Regions from separate parts of the Drosophila melanogaster genome. Here region 1 is linked to region 2. A link is a contact called in public targeted proximity ligation data. All regions are on one chromosome and are shown on one strand. The core of a region is the stretch at or near the end of the contact, and the rest is flanking DNA. Distances in the headings are between cores, read along the strand shown.

Region 1 (3,662 bases), core at 717-3,216, 84 kb before region 2:
CGTGGAAAAGCGCCCTTAGACTTTGATTAGCAGAATCACTTATTCTTGGCTGAGCTCCCATATTGCACAGAGAAATTGAATGCAGATCGCCGAGAAACTCGTCACTATCTTCGTCATCCATATGCAAGTCTTGTCGAATTATATATGATCTTATTCGGTATTTTTTCAGAAGAGGATGATCCCTGGCTTCTTCAGGTCCATCCTCAATATCGAAGCGATTAACGTCTAGATTGTTTAAGGTGGCACCACTTATGTGCACACATCCCGGCACTCCAGTTGATTCTAGAACATTGGCTATGGTAACATCCAATCCTAGAAGAAATTGGGAAGCACTTGTAATCAACAGCAAGTGATAGTTTATTTATTTACCCCATATATCGAACTGCAGCTTGGCCTCCCCGATGACCCCAGCAAACAGATTGCCCGAATGAACTCCAATGCGCATATTTATGTCCAAGCCGTGAATGTCCCTACGAAATTGGGGCCAAGAATAGTAGTGAGAATTTTGGGAGTTTAAGAAACTGTATATGTATCTTATATGTAACTTACCGCACCTCCATAATGTGGTTGATCATGGAAAGACCTAGGATAACACAGTTATTGGCGTGATCGGGATCGGGGTCCGACAGACCCGCCACACAGTAGTAGCAGTCCCCCAGGAACTTGATGCGCTGCACCTTGTAGCGATAGGCAGCCAAATCGAATCTGCCGTAGAGATCGTGCAGGACCTTCACCAACATCTCCACCGTCAGTGTGGTAGTCAAGTGAGTGTAGTTCACGACGTCTGCATACAGGATGGAGACATCGGGATGGATCTGTATGGCCATTGTGCGCTCCATGGCGGTCCAGGAGTGAATACCTTGCTTTGCCATTACGATCCTGCCCTGAATGTCTTTCTGCAGGGGCAGGGAGATCTGCGGCGGCAGGATGCTGTCCAGCAACTGCTTCTCCTGCAGCCGTGCGTTGCGCAGCCAAATCTTCTCCTTGATGTACTGGTGTCGGTCCAGAAAGGAGGAGCGCACCACCGTGTCGTTCATAACGCGGTAGAAAATGCCTACAAGATTTAGGCACAGATAGTGCACAATGTCCACCGACATTCCGCCGACCGAGAATAGTGCAGACGCAAACTGGGCGAAGCCCTGGGCAATGAAGATCACAAAGTAGAGTATATAGAGACCGGACACCAACAGAGCCAGCAGGACTGCACCGCTGATGAAGTGGATCGGCAGGAACATGTATATCATGTATATTATGTAGGTGTCGTAAAATGTGCCCAGTATCCAGCTGTGCGCATACGTGTGGTAAATTGATTCAGTTAGGTCTAATGGTAATAAATGTATATAATATAAGGGATATGTTTTAATGATGATAACGAAATACCAACCAGCGAATACCAAAGTCAGGGAGGCAAATATCGAGCTGGCATACATGTACCACGTGTGTTTCGCAATAAATTCATCGCAGAAGTTAACACTCAGCACAAGTATAAGGACCAATGCGCATCCTATGGAAAGGGCTACATCGAAATAAATAATTGATCGGCGCTACAAAAGGTACAATAACGAGAATAAAACATATATATAAAAGAATTACAAGATGGAAGAAAAACATCTCATTTAATGGTTTTTTAAATATGTTGTGCAACTGTTGGTCTAAAATTGTATCTAGGTTAGGCGGTTCTTACCTCAATCGTTGCTAAAAGTAGGGCACAGTGCACGGAGGTAACGAATATATGCAGCATAAAAAAAGTGAGTAGGTAACTCTTCCAAAGCCGTATCCGATACAGTCGAAACTCGCTCTCCAAACGCAACTCTGCACATTTAGCCTAGAATATTCGGACATAGAATATTAATAAAAGAATTCCAGGTCCAAAGACTTAATTTTACCTTGAGGTAGCCAGGTTCCCACATGCGTTCCTTTGAATAATTAAGCTGACAATTTCCTAGGGAGCGAGGCATTTCGTTTTACCAGCTTATCTTACCTGGCTTTTGTTTTCGATTGACAAGACTCAGCAGAACAATTTAAGCATCGAACACACAGCCTACTTTAACCAGATTTTTCGCTTTATAAAAGGAACTTGTTGAACCCTCCAAAGGATTGAAAAAAATGGGACAAAACGTTCTAAGGTATTACAAATATGTATTTTCCACATAATTTTTACAAGATTTGAGTCCACATCATTTTGTAAGGCTACGCATCTCAAATTTTACAGACAAGAACTACGATCTCAAAATTTGAGAAACGAAGCCTTCAATATGCATTTGCGATTCGAATTCCATATTGAGAAGAATTTGCCGAAAAAATTTGTATCTGTCTTAGGAGCCGTCCAGGTCATGGTTTAGATCTGGATTAGATGGGTTCTCAGAAAGTCTATCGATTTTCTTGGACATGAACTTTAGGTCTTTATCGATGCCCACAAAATAGGTGGGAATTTCACCACGACCCTTCACAAAGGTTAAGCCGCGATAATAGCACATAACATCGAACTCCTCGAGCGTTTGGGCAGTCTCCTTTGTAACCTGTATATGTCCAGACAAACCAGTCGATTCCATTCGGGAGGCCATATTGACCGGGTTCCCCCAGATGTCGTAGTGCGGCTGGGAAGCGCCTACCACTCCAGCCATTATCTGACCCGTAGAGATACCGATCCTTATCTCGCCGGTGGACAAAGCCCGATCAAATGGTTCTCCGGCGTAAGCCTTGTTGCACACCGACAGAACGCGCATCAGGTCCAGAGCAAACGTAGCCATTATAAAAGCCACCTCATCATGGTTCTTCTCTTTTATAGATGACTCCAAACGAGAACGCACCTGTTCTACTGAATTAATCAAATATACCCATATCACATTAGAAGACCTATATTAAGAACCAATGCATTTGGCACTTACATTCGGATGACAATGATGTACTGCCAAAATTCGAGTTGCTATCAAGGTTTTCAATCAGGCTAAAGTCCAATCCACAGGCTGCCATATAAGTGCATCCGACGACTTTGATCTTCTCGACTACGTAATATTGCTTGTACGCAGAAAGCTGCAATCGGAAAGTATAGTATAGTCGTAAATTAAAATCAATACTTACCAATCTGTCGAACGCTGTGATGATATCATTTAGCACTCTTAAGCTGGGCAAATCCATTTGAAAGTTTGTGAGCATGGCAAACATGACTGATACCATTCGATAGTTTTCATAATAGAGTTCGTGTTTGGCTATAGAGCTGAGATATACCTCGACTGCGAAAGAGAACTAAGAACTGAGATACTAAGCTTCTTGGGGCGATATTCTTAGCAAACTGACCAACATGAGATGGAAGAATGTTGTTAAGCAGGATTATGATGGACTGGTTAGTTACATCGGCCGATTTTTGCTTGTTTTGCAAGTCCAGGTTGAGCCTGCAATCAGTTAGGAAAATCAGTAAATCAGCTGATTTAAAGAAAGTATTTGCTTACTTGTAGTTCATTTTAGTGTTGAACTCTGACTGACGCTCCTTAGCGTACATAGTAATCAACATCATGCACACCCTGCAGGAATGAGCTATTTCAGCCTTTAAATAGGGCGATGTGGTAACACTGTGCTCGAAAATGAACGCGTACTGGAAACACACAACCAGGACGAAAACCACTGCTTCGGCGCAACCGATAAAGGTCTTGAGGGCGAAGGGA
Region 2 (3,461 bases), core at 792-3,291:
TCAAAGCCGCACAAGGACATGTGTGACACTTCTCCACGGGATGGGGGCGAAAAACCATGGGAAGCCCATTTTATGGATCTCGAATGCGATGGTAGCTGGGCTGGATTACAGCAGTAGTGGGGGATATAGCTTTGCAATGCAGACGTAAATAATACAATAGACACCTACAGTTCGCACAGCCTTAGCGTTTTACAAGGCATTCATCATTTTCAACCAGAAAGCACGAGAACCACTTTCTCTTGGACTTACGTATAAAGTTGATATGGGCAGTCTATTAATTACACGTGTTGCGTCAAAAACTTGCAATCACTTGCCATTTATTTTTATGATCGCATTTATTTCATCCAGACTGCTTTACTAGCAATCAATATTTTCAATGACGCCTGGTCATTATAAAAATAAATGGCATATCAACTTTATACGTAAGTCCAAGAGAAAGTGGTTCTCGTGCTTTCTGGTTGAAAATGATGAATGCCTTGTAAAACGCTAAGGCTTTTTATATTTGAAAATATATTATAAGACCAGAAGATACCATATTCGTAGCTTTATATTCGATCGGATGTCCAATAATTCATACCGGAAAAGAAGGCATAATATACCATGGTCAAAAAATTGGCCATACTATTCATTTCAGCCTATTATATGCATGGTTTTTATAATTCAAGCCCAACAAAAAAAAATTATATATAGCCCGTTTAGAATGTGTGCTAAAAGAGTCGGCTTTGAAGGGATAGGGACCTTGAATTGGTGTCGCCTTTGAGGGCCAAAAATAAAATGCCAAAGCCCGGATCGATGCGAAAGTGGGAAGAAGCCGTCTAATAAGTTTCGCGCCAATTGGCACTGAAATATGATTGGGACTCGGGCCGAAAGTGCCACATGCTGGCTTGGAACTTGGCCGACAACTGTTGTTCGAAATAGGCGCATTTTTTCTGGCCGCATCGCTTTTTTTTTGGCCCGATCACGTGCCGGTCGTCAGTTGTTGGGCCTCCGCCTGAGGATGGGATCTGGTGGATCGGGACAGCTAATTGTGTGAAATTTCATTCATCGGACAGCAAGATTCCCTGAAATGCAAGCCGCAAAATTAAGTTTTAGTAACCGAGCGAATTCTTAACGCTCGACTGAGCCTCACACCGCAACGACGAGGCAGAAATGTTTTGGTCTCTGTCGATTTTGGCAGGAAATTAAATTCGATGTATCGCCCAAGGTGGGGAGCGAATGGATGGAGGGATCCCCAGCTTGACTGGGCTTTCGTTTTTTGCTCATTGCCAACGGAGAACGGAGAAGAGCCTTTTGCCAACTGAAAATTCATGCGGCTTCATTTATTTATGTGTACTCTATGCAAGAAGCATGGATACTTTGGGCAAATACATAGATGTGTCTAAATAAAAGTTTATATTTAAAATATGTATGCTTTATAAATCTACAATCAATAACTAAATTTTATTGTCATGAAATTATAGTGGCTTTTGAATATAAACAATGCTTAAAATAAACTGAATATATTATCGAACGTTACTTTATGATGTTTTAAAAAAGAAATGTTTTTTTTTTATGTTCAATCCAAGAGTATCCACACATTTGCATTAACTTTAGTGCAAACTCGCTGGTTTGCCCTTTTTGTTCTTTGTTGATTCCTTTGGTCTCATCATCGCTTTCTGGTTTATTTTCTGCTAGCCAGTAAATAAACCGGAGATGACTTTGCGGTTTTCATTGTGAGCTCAACTGGGCTGCTCTGTGCGAAATAGAAGCAACTGAAACCGAAATGGAGACTAAGACCGTCTCAGTTTTTGGCCGGGATGTGGCTGGAGCCCTCATCTGCGAGAGTTGGGGAAGTTCGGATGGGTTATTATAATTACTGCTCCCAGGGATACACTTAACTGGTTGCAGCGTCATGAATAAAATCGCCGCAGGATATGCATTCCGGTATCCTCGGCAGGCTCGAGGCACAGGATGTGCTTGACTGACCCCAAAAAATGCAGATTGTATCGACTCCACGCGGGCGACCTTCGATTGACTACCCCTCGAATTTCGGATTCAAGTTGAGCGAAATAAATTGATTTACATCCGGGCAGGGCTCATATAAATGAGGATTGCACTTGAAGTAATTTTTATATGAACCAAACCTAAAATGCACCATAATTGTAGAGTGTTGATTGTGTGTCTTTTAGTTTAGCAAAAAATTACAAACTTTCTTTTATTCAAATAGCTAATACATATAGATCATAGTTCTCTTTATAGGATTGATTTCGGGGAAAAGAATTTTCTTTCTGTGTAGATGTTTCGACGCCACGAGGAGCTGTGCCCACGCCCAGACAAGAAAGGCCACTTTAGCCAAAGAATTGCCAATGAACTGGAGATGAGCTCTGTCTCCGCATGCAGCGAGTCCTGGCTACCTCCTGACTACCTCCTGGTTCCCTCCTGCTCCTCCATATCCGTCTTCTCCTTGCTGGCTGGCGACAATAAGTCATTGTCAAGGTGCTGAAAACGACAACGACAGTCGGAGCAGATGCCAGGGCTTTTGCATGTGGGCAGGGCCGGAGATGCAAGCTGGTTTGCCCACCTACCTGACGACGGACTGCCTTGCAGTTCAGCCTTCGGTGCTCCCATCCACCGCTCCCTGTCCTGCCTGACATGGCAATCCAATGAAGTTAATTAAATAAAAATAAAGCGACAGCAAACGGAATTGCAATGGAGCAACGAAGAGCGAAGACTGCACTCAGCCTCGGATATGCAGTACTGCAGTGAATGTGGCTATGGATGTGGATGCAACAAAAGGCGCGGCCGAGGAGTGACAACAAGCCGAAAAACCAAGCAAAAAATATGGAACGTTCAACCAGAGCCGGAACTTAGGATACCCAATGCTGAGATTTATAGCGATTTGCAAGGGCCATGATTATAAAATTATTGAACTCATAAATTCAAAATAGTATAAGCATAGGAAAGGGTAAGATATCTAGATAGAGTAAACTGATTTGTCTAGGAATATCTCGCGCAAACTGCACTTGCACTTCTACTGCTCGGCTATTATACATACCCAATCCCATTTTTAACTACAGGGTAGCTAAAAGAAAACAGCTATATACACATTGCTAAAGCAATGTTCGCAAAAGGTATGCCCCAGGTTCGCCCACACTCCGTTGAATCCCAGGCAGTGTCAGTTGCTGAAAATCTTGCCAAGTAGATCACATGAGCGTGGAATGCCAGCGAACGCCCACTGCCACGATGCCGATGACGAGTGGGCTTCAGCTGGAAATCTGGGAGAGACCTGGATAGACACGGATCAGGAACTCCCACATAATTATGAGCTTGATGCTAACTCCGCTCGAGGAAAAGAAAGCACAACTAAAGTCTTGCATGCATTGAAAAACCCATAAATCTTATGCAGATTTTAGTAAGACTCGTGGAAATATTTGTTTGATGTCGAAGCGCATTATAGCGGATACGTAAGGAGATATCAAATT

The links.
Region 1: a contact with region 2 is called in a targeted proximity ligation map of the Kc167 cell line, with 3 times the contacts expected there. A contact is called at or near these places in 10 of 107 Hi-C or Micro-C datasets (the ML-DmBG3-c2 cell line, the PNm cell line, the S2 cell line and 4 more) and 1 of 7 datasets of targeted methods (the Kc167 cell line).

The regions. Positions count from the first base shown.
Region 1 is chr2L:12,923,915-12,927,576 of dm6, reverse strand. It overlaps ACXE (Adenylyl cyclase X E), which reads right to left and starts at 1,966. Exons shown (of 12, transcript NM_144344.3): 1 at 1,887-1,966; 2 at 1,685-1,825; 3 at 1,385-1,544; 4 at 550-1,321; 5 at 370-470; 6 at 1-312. The coding sequence starts at 1,958. ACXA (Adenylyl cyclase X A) reads right to left here. Exons shown (of 12, transcript NM_138990.2): 8 at 3,450-3,662; 9 at 3,298-3,392; 10 at 3,082-3,233; 11 at 2,889-3,033; 12 at 2,124-2,818. The coding sequence ends at 2,316.
Region 2 is chr2L:12,840,097-12,843,557 of dm6, reverse strand. lncRNA:CR44971 (long non-coding RNA:CR44971) reads right to left here and starts at 2,041. Exons shown (of 2, transcript NR_124227.1): 1 at 1,879-2,041; 2 at 1,663-1,815. lncRNA:CR44970 (long non-coding RNA:CR44970) reads right to left here and starts at 2,663. Exons shown (of 2, transcript NR_124226.1): 1 at 2,565-2,663; 2 at 2,235-2,478.